Linked DNA regions of Sus scrofa: region 1 is linked to region 2. Evidence: chromatin contacts called from public Hi-C data. All regions are on one chromosome and are shown on one strand. The core of a region is the stretch at or near the end of the contact, and the rest is flanking DNA. Distances in the headings are between cores, read along the strand shown. Region 1 overlaps GSK3B (glycogen synthase kinase 3 beta). Region 2 holds the start of GSK3B (glycogen synthase kinase 3 beta).

Evidence for each region. A called contact is a pair of places that touch in the nucleus more often than the background predicts.
Region 1: a Hi-C map of liver shows a contact between it and region 2, with 4 times the contacts expected there. The contact joins the enhancer-like site here to the promoter of GSK3B in region 2. A contact is called at or near these places in 3 of 5 promoter capture datasets (fetal liver and liver), 11 of 47 Hi-C or Micro-C datasets (adipocytes, alveolar macrophages, fetal skeletal muscle and 6 more) and 2 of 2 datasets of contacts at active chromatin or transcription factors (alveolar macrophages and skeletal muscle).

What each region holds. Positions count from the first base shown.
Region 1 is chr13:140,287,533-140,292,465 of Sscrofa11.1, forward strand. GSK3B (glycogen synthase kinase 3 beta) reads left to right here. Exons shown (of 11, transcript NM_001128443.1): 6 at 3,315-3,421. Among named protein-coding and RNA genes, the nearest start is that of NR1I2, 120 kb to the right of the region's middle. Within about 2 kb of position 1,844, at least 9 of the 83 cell types and tissues checked have an H3K27ac peak or open chromatin away from gene starts, as enhancers often do. A contact at or near this core is called in alveolar macrophages, fetal liver, liver and 1 more, where this site is marked.
Region 2 is chr13:140,135,663-140,140,268 of Sscrofa11.1, forward strand. It overlaps GSK3B (glycogen synthase kinase 3 beta), which reads left to right and starts at 1,504. Exons shown (of 11, transcript NM_001128443.1): 1 at 1,504-1,627. The coding sequence starts at 1,540.

The DNA.
Region 1 (4,933 bases), core at 594-3,093, 150 kb after region 2:
TTCAAAACATTGATTGCTTCTAGGAAGGGAAACTGGGAGTGTAGTGTAGTTGAAACATTTGTTCCTTGATTGTGCTTTCATATTGTTTGAATTTTTATTAGATGCATATGACCCCTTTTCAGTAACAACTATTTTTTTAAATATTGGTTATTATACATTACTGTGTATCATCTTAACTTTACAGTTAACATTAATTTAGAGATGAGGTAAAAGGTCTAGTAGCAGCAATACCCCTATAATTTAGCCTCATTTCCCTCTTTGTTTTTTTCAAATTCCTTTGTATTTTCTGTCTTCTTAATAAACCCATTCCTTGGTAATATATACTGTAATAAGACTTAATCCTATCCATCTTTGTAGTATCCAGCATCTTGTGCCTTTCTGATCTAACCTTTCAGCATGAAATCAACTTTGTATTCCTATGTATCTCAGGCAGTTAACCTTTTATTTCCGCTCTAGTGTAATCACCCAGAGTCATCTCTGTCTTCATAGTCCTAATCTCTATGTAACTTGGATTCTCTCCATTTTTTTCATCCTCAGCTCTATAGATATTGACTCACATCTGCTAATAATCTGTATTTCTTCTTCTTTGTAAGACTTTTATACCAACCCACAGTTTAAATTTTAGATTTAATATAGGGTATATTTTCCACAGGCCATCTCTTGGGAAAGAGTCTTAAAAAAATAAGAACTTCAATTTTGTCATGAATTAATTCTTAGTCTCATAAGGGCGTCCTTTTAGATCATCCCCTTCTTAGAGTTGCCTGATTTCAGACATCAGTCATAGGATCCAGATCATTTTGCAGGCTGTAACTCTGTCCTTTCAACTCTAAGAAAAGGTAAAGGATATTAAATCAAAAAACTCTTACTTGACGCTTGAAACAAAGTGCTACTGCATATTATTTTTTGGACAAACTGCCCAAATCAGATGAATTTTATTGTTATAGGATGTCTTCCCCACTGAGAGTGACTGACTGGTGTGGACTGTAAAAAATACTTAGAAGACATCAACTTAGTGGGATTTCTGTTCTCACCATAGTGTCAAAACTCTGTTGCTGTGGGCCGTTCTGTTGGAACATAGAAATTGCTTTGTTCTAACATATTTGGATTTCACTTGTATGATGATAGTTCATTTTTAAGAGCTCTGATAACAAACTCTGCCTTTTTTGTTGTTGTTTTAACCATTGATTTGGGCAAGTGGAGTTTGAGATACACTCTAGATTCTTAGTGTCAATGTGGTAGTGATTTGAACAAAACAGTATTGTCCTCTTGTTAATAATTCTTTATTGAATGAAATAGGGTGAAGAGCTAGTTGGGTTTTCTTAGGACTGTATGTGACCACTGTATTGGAGGCTCTCAACCCTCAAAGGGCAGGAAGCTATATTAGCCTCACCTGAAGAGAAGGAAGGTAGATCCATCAAGTAGTGGAGAAATCTACAGGCTGTGGCGTTTTCTAATCTTAGCCTTTTTTATCTTAGAGTGAATTTGCTGACTATATAACTAGAATCTATCTTGTTAATTTAAAAAATCCTCTATAAAGTAGAAAGCTTTTATGTTATTCTAGAAAAGTGTCTTTTTTTGTAGTCTAAAAATAGGGATTAATATTTATTAATTCATGAAATGATTGCTGTGTGTCAATCTTGGGGAGAATGTTTAAAAAATAAACTGCCTTACGCCTTCTCAACTTGTACAACTTGTAACGAAGGAAGAACAGGTTAAGGTCAGAATTACCGTTGACCAGAAACAAATGGAAAAAAAAGAAAGTTCAGGAACCCCTCCCTGGCCCGTCTTAGTGGGTCAAAGGTCTGTGTTGCCACAGCTGTGGCGTAGAGGCTTGGATTTGATCCCTGGCCCGGGAACTTCCATGTGCTATGGGTGTGGCAAAGGAAGCGGGGGCGGGAGGCGTGCAGGAAAGACCAAATTGAAACCTTTGTGATTGCTTTCATCTATCTCTACTCTGATTTTCCTATACCTTTGCTTACGTTCTCTTATTACTTACTTTTTTATGATTAGGATTCCATTGCTTGTATTTATTTTCTGTATTTATCTTTCTTATATTGTATGTCAAAATGATTAGCTTCTATAGCATTTTTTATTTCAGTTTGTCTTCAAGTTATATTGAGAAACATTGCAAAAAATTTTAATTTACTTTAATATTTAAAATGCATGCCATAAAATATTTGGGAAGGAAAGTTGGATTAAAAGAAGGTGTGATTAATCTTTATAGACAACAGAATTAGAATTCATAGACTGTGCTTTCTATCTGTCCTACAGGAAAGGGTCTTTTTAATTGGGTAATGAATGTTTAGACAGTTAATAAATTGGTCAAATGGTGGAAAAATAAAATAGATTGGGTCTGTAAGCCTTGAAGTACCGAGTCAGAAGTCAAATTATAAGAGAGTGCTGATTTCTTAACCTTTTAAAAAACATATTACTTAAGCATTCTTGTGTGTGTGTGTGTGTCTTTTAGGGCCCACCTGCGTCATATGGAGGTTCTCAGGCTAGGGGTCAGCCACGGCAATGCCAGATCCTTAACCCACTGAGCGAGGTCAGGAATCAAACCTTTGTCCTCCTGGATGCTAGTCAGGTTCGTTAACCGCTGAACCACAATGGGAACTCCTACTTAAGCATTCTTATATTAAAAATCTATTACGGAGTTCCCGTCGTGGCGCAGTGGTTAACGAATCCGACTAGGAACCATGAGGTTGCGGGTTTGATCCCTGCCCTTGCTCAGTGGGTTAACGATCCGGCGTTGCCGTGAGCTGTGGTGTAGGTTGCAGACGCGGCTCAGATCCTGCGTTGCTGTGGCTCTGGTGTAGGCCAGTGGCTACAGCTCCGATTCGACCCCTAGCCTGGGAACCTCCATATGCTGCGGGAGCGGCCCAAGAAATAGCAAAAAGACAAAAAAAAAAAAAAAATCTATTACTATGCTTTTTGGTGAGAGGCGGTACCTCTTATTTGTCTGCTTTTCTTTCTCTGTATTTTAGAGGTGAAATTCAGGGAACAAGAGCAGAAGATACATAGTGTTTATCCTTTGTGATTTTTAAAATCTTTCCATGGTAACAATTGTCAGATGCACTCTTTAAAAGTAACTGTTGTTTTTTGTTTTTTGTTTTTTGTTTTCAGAGTGGTGTGTTAAAATTATAAGTTTCTTTTGTCAGAGATAGTTATGGTTCATATTTTCTTTTTCCTGTATGTTGCATGACAGGAATTATGGGAATCTTAGATAAACATTCGGTGTTGCAAATGATAGCAGTTTTGTTTCATTTACAGTTTAGATTTAATTTAAAGAATTTCTGCTTTTGATCTTTTATTAGTGCAAAGCAGCTGGTCCGAGGAGAACCCAATGTTTCGTATATCTGTTCTCGGTACTATAGGGCACCAGAGTTGATCTTTGGAGCCACTGATTATACCTCTAGTATAGGTAAGTACTGATTCTGAATATAATGGGTTGTAGTTATTAATTGCATCTTGTTTTTAGAAATATGTTTCTTCTCAAAGATTGATATACAAAAATGTATATAATTTTTAGAATTTCATCTCTTAGAATTTAATTTATATTTACTATTCTACTTTGAGGTTTCTTGGATTATAAGAAAAAGTAATAAAGTTATTCCTTTGTGATTGTATGATTTCTCTAGGATTACAGTTATTTTTAACTTAAAATTTTAAATAAATTCTAAGTATACTTTTTCTTCACTTAAAAGAAAAATTACCCTGAAATACCCACTTTTGAGCTTGATTATTAGTTGGAGAATTTACATTCATTAAGTTCGTGAGTAAAGTGGTAGGATTACCATTTTACTGAGTCTTACTGTGCTGTTTCAATTGGTTATTTAAGTCAGCTCAAAAGGAACAGTTTTGACTTTTTCAATTAGTAGTTTGGATAGACCCATTAATTCTGTAGAAGTTGCCACTAAAGATCTTTAATGATAGAAGCAATTGAATAGAGACAATTTTCTTCATTCTTCATTGACCTCTTCTACTCTATTTTTGCTCACTAGTAGGGGTGCACAAGTATTTTCAGTGGGCATGAATAGGAAGCTGGAGCAACCTTAGGGTGACATGCAGATGGAGGTCAAAATTATTTTATTGTTATATATTGTTTCTGAAGAGTATTCCTTAGTTCAGAAACAAACAAAAGCATGCAAATACCAAACAAACAAAAACTAAAATAAAAAGCTCACAGTAACAAGAACTTGGACACTTTTTCTCTTTTGATAACATGTAAAAATTCTCTAGTATGAATGAAGACCTTTAAACAGAAACACATTACTGTTATTTTTATTTTGCCAAAGGGCAAAGTGCCAAAGAACATTTTGATTTGTGCCATGAGGCCAGTAGTTTAACTCACCATTTCTCTTGCACCGTCAGTGCAAATGTCAACATAGTGAAAAATGAAGCTTATGAAAATAACTTTGCCCTCAGCACCTCTGAAAAGGTCTAGGAGACCCAGTGCTCTGCAGATCATACCTTGAGACCTGCCGCCCTGGAAGATAGAGAGTATAATAATGTGTGTGTGTGTGTGTGTGTGTGTGTGTCTGTGTCTGTGTGTGTAAAATGCTCAAAAGTTTCACTATGGCTATGTTATAAGGCATATGTTCAGGGACAGATGAGAACTAGTATAATGGATGTTTTGGTTGAATAGACCAAAATTTGAGGTCCAGGTTTACTGCTACTCAGCTAAGCTATAAAGTGGAGATTACAAACCATTCTGTTTACCTTTCTGAGTGGCTGTAAGGATTAAATAAAATGTTAGTGAAAGTACTATAGAAATATGAAGTGGGAGTTCCTGTCGTGGCTCAGCAGAAAGGAATCTGACTAGCATCCATGAGGATGAAGTTTCGATCCCTGGCCTTCCTCAGTGGGTTAAGGATCTGGCATTGCTGTGAGCTATGGTGTGGTTTGCAGACATGGCTCGGATTGCACATTGCTG
Region 2 (4,606 bases), core at 254-2,753:
TGGCCAATTACAAAGCGGTTGCAGCTCCCAGCCTTGCGGTTTCACCAGCAACTCCCGGCTTCACAGTTCTTAACTCTTCAAGCTTTTTCGTGAGAGCCGGCGACTCTGATTGGCCGCTGCTGCCATTGTCGAATTTCTCCTCCAGCCAGCCACAGTATCACTCCAACCCATCTTCTTCTCGGTCGGCTATCTTCGGCACTTTCCGCCCTTGGGCGTGATTTCCAGTGGTACTTTCTAATTGGCTCCTCTGGCCGATCGGCTTTTTCCGGGAGGAGCCGCAAACAAACGACGTCCGTGATTGGCTCCGCTCGGGCTTCGGCTCCCCTGCCGAAGGGGGCGGGCGCCGGGCTCGGCCGGCAATTCTCAGACGCCTGTTACGCGGGCGGAGGGGCGCTGGGCGGTGTAAGGCTGGGTGGGGGAGGAAGGAGGCGGAGGACGAGTAGGAGGGGGGAGGGGTTGGGGAAGAGCTAGGCGGCTGCGCAGACGGCACTCCTCACACAGAACAGCCCCCGACCCGGGCGAATGCGGGCTTTCGCTGCTGCTGCCGCCGCCGCTGCCGCCGCCGCCGCCGCCGCCGCCGCCGCCGCCCGGGCCCGAGTGACAAAGGAAGGAAGGAAGCGAGGAGGAGCCGGCCCCGCAGCCACTGACAGGGCTTCGGGCTGGGGGCAAAGCGCGGACACTTCCTGAGCGAGACCGAGCAGAGGCGAGGGGCGGGAGGGAGGGCGGTCGCGCCGGTGCCGTGGACGGGGGAGGGGGCCCCGAGGGACGGAAGCGGTTGCCGGGTTCCCATGTCCCCGGCGTATGGGGAGCAGTCGAGGAGCCGCTGCCTGGGGTCTGAAGGGAGCTGCCTCCGCCACCGCCGCCGCCATGGCCGCTGGATCCAGCCGCCGCCTGCAGCTGCTCCTGGCGCAATGAGGAGAGGAGCCGCCGCCACCGCCCGCCTCTGACTGACTCGCGACTCCGCCGCCTTCCAGTTCGCCGGGCCCCAGCCGTCAGCCCGCCGGATCCCGCCGCTGCCGGAGCCGCAGCGTTTCCCGTCGCATCTCCGAGCCACCCCCTCCCGCTCCCTCCCTCCTTCCCATCCCCCCTTCTTTTCAAGCGTGAGACTCGTGATCCTTCCGCCGCTTCCCTTCTTCATTGACTCGGAAAAAAAATCCCTGAGGAAAATATAATATTCAAAGTACTTATTTTCAATCAAGTATTTGCCCCCGTTTCACGTGATACATATTTTTTAGGACCTCCCACCCATTTCTACCCTCCAAGGAAAGGGAGGGGAGAGAATTGTATTTTTTTTTTCCCCAGTCCCAGATCATCTATATGTTAAATATCCGTACTGATCTGTCTTCAAGGAGAAATACATCGCTCGCATTTTTTTGTCGCTATACAAAAGGAGTGAAGAGCCAAGAGGACGAAGTCTTTTTTTTTTTCCTGTGGGAGAACTTAATGCTGCGTTTATCATTAACCTAACACCCCAACATAAAACAAAAGGAAGAAGAGGAGGAAGGAAGGAAAAGAAGGTGATTCGGGAAGACAGTGATCATGTCAGGGCGGCCCAGAACCACCTCCTTTGCGGAGAGCTGCAAGCCAGTGCAGCAGCCTTCAGCTTTTGGCAGCATGAAAGTTAGCAGTGAGTATTGATTTTATTTTACACTCTTTCTCCACCTCACCCTTTAAATAAGAGACTTTGAAATACCAGGATCTTAAAATATGATGTCTGATATAACAATCAGAGATAATGGAAAAGGGCAGAAACCTGTCTTCTGTCAAGGATGAGGCAGCTCCCTCTTTTCTCCTCCCATACTCCCTCCCCCGGTCTCATTAACCTTGAATAGAGGGAATATGATTTTTATTTGGATGATTTGACTTGAAATATTTCTTATAGTTTTCTTGCCAGCTTTATCAAGCGGTTGACTTATTTCCATCTTAAAATAGTGATGGAAGTGTTTACTTGGCTCATTCTCATGAATAAAGCGAAGGACAAGATTCATAAACCATTATGTGCTTTTGCAGTGTGTCTTTAGGAACAAGGGATAGTTAGCTCAGATCTCAGGGGTTATCATAGTTTTGTACACTTAATAGAGGAGCTAAATGTCACAGTCTCTTAACAGTTCTTTCTTGCCTTTGTGACTGTACAACGCATTTGTTCTTAATCCAGAGATGAACTTGCTCAGTGACCACTTTCACATTTCCAGGCAAGCATTGATTCCTCCTCTTAGAAGGGACCCGTGAGGTTGATACTCAGTAGCAGTAGTATCTCAACATGCATTGTTTTAAGTCTACCACTATAGAGTTAATATTTAATCAAAAGGTAACTTGGAAGTAGGTCCTGGTTTTGATCGAGATTTGTATTGTCATGTTGTCAGATACTGAGTTGAATGTTAACTGTCACTGACCCTCCATATATCAGTTTTGGGGATGCCATTGCATTCCATACATGCTAAATGATGTAAAGTTCAGGGGTCCCTTCTTAAGACTGTTTAAAATACTCTTGCATTGGTTTTCTTTAGGTAAGACTATCCAGTTAGAGGAATATGGATTTAGACCTTTTCATCATAGGTTTTGCAGAATGCTGTGGTCCTGGATATAATAGGGTATAATTTGGGCTCTGTTCAGGGTTATTACTAGACTGGACCCTCTTGCTAGATTTGTGCAGAAAAGTCTAGTTGAGTGGTACACTAAGTGTCAGATGTTCCTGTGTATCTCTGTTTATGTGGAATTTAAAGAGTTTATTTAAACGTACTTTCAGAATTTGACAAAAATATCTATTCTGTTTCCTTATTTCTCAAGAAAGGGGCATGATGAGGACAACGAAAAACTATTTGGTTGCCTAGAAGAAGGAGAGAATTGAACTGAGATTTTTTTTTTTAAAGTATATGCTGTTATGTGAAATTGATTATATCCTTAAACAGCATAATATAATCACTCTTAATTGAACCCAGGATTTGATTCATGTTGGCCTTTGGAGCTTGCCTAAGACAGTGTAGTCCAAGGTAATAGCTGAATGGTAGATTTTTTTTTTTTTTTTTTTTTGAGAGTTAAATTTTTTTTTGGTGACTAGCTAGTTGAGAATGCAGGGTATGTGAAGAGGGAAGCTGATGATGCATCTTTCAGGGAATGGTCAAGCTTTCTAAGCACTTCATGGGGTCATTTGAGAGGAATATTTTAAAATTCTGGGGTAGTTTTCAGCTATGATGAAGCAAATCTTTTAATAGCTACTTAAGAGCCTATTGTGGTACTGGAGTGTTAGTATGTTTTTCATCTTAGTTAAAAAACTCCTCATAATCAATTTTAGGTAATTAATTTATTAGATCTATTTCAGAGAGCAAAACAATAGCTTATAATATTAAAATTTGGGACTTCATTTTGTTTCCAGGATTCTCTTTGAAAATGACGCTTTAATTCTTGATAGTGTGGGTGTTGATTGAGAATGGAGTAATTCTTGCAAAGTGTGTGAGTTAAAGTGTCTTTTTTATTACTTCATGCAGCAACTTAACATTTAAAAAGTTGGAGTTCAGTGCTAATTATGTGTTTTTGACAATCTTAATTTTAAAGATGTTTTAGAAGAAAGGGGAGTAGTTAAGCATTAGAGTGCTGGTGTTCCAAAAGACTCCTGTTCAAAAGAGGGATACATAAAAAATTATAGACGTTAACCTGAAAAGCTTATCATTTAGTTGTTGAGGTAGTTGTTTAGTTTGTATGGGACAAAATGTGAAAACAGTATCATGATGACTACAAGATTATGTAAATACAAATAGAAAGCTTTGTACATAGGGATTAAAAAAAATAAAGGGTTGAGGTAAATGGGTTGGAGAGGATAGACTTCCTGTAGAGGTGTCTTTTAAGACAGGGGTTAAAGGAGGCTGTAACTTGAATTGACAGAGAAGCATAAAGGATTCTAGATGGAAGGAATGAAGAGAGGCACAGAGGTGGTGATTTTTGTATGACAGATCAACAAGTTTTGATTAATTTCAATTAATTTATAAAAGCGGATTGTTAAATCTGAATTTAAAGGGGCCTAAATAGGAAAATAAGAGAATTTGAGAAATGTGTTAACATTCATTGATGGAGGTCAGAGGGAGCCTCTAAAAGTTTGGAATTTACTGGAGGTTGCTGAATAAAATATTTGAAGATGGGGAGTTCCTGTCGCTGTGCAGCAGAAACCAATCCGACTAGGAACCATGAGGTTGCAGGTTTGATCCTTGGCCTCGATCAGGGGGTTAAGTATCTGGTGACGTCGTGAGCTGTGGTGTAGGTCTCAGATGAGGCTCGGATCTGGTGTGGCTGTGGCTGTGGTGTAGGCTGGCAGCTGTAGCTCGGATTGGACCCCTAGCCTGGGAACCTCCATCTGCTGCGGGTGCCGCCCTAAAAAGCAGGGAAAAACAATTGAGGATGATTTGGGCAGCTGAGTTGTTGGATTAGAGTAGAGATATAAGAGCCTTTTTAGGGAGTAGTAGGAGTAGTGGGGTATGTTGTGAATAATGAGAGAATATAAAGTAAAATGTGAAAATGTGATGAAAAGAACGCATTTGAGAAACAATGTGAATGAAGAACTGGCAGAACTTTCGATTGGTTTGAAGGGGAATATTTGGGAAGGAGTCAGGAGTTA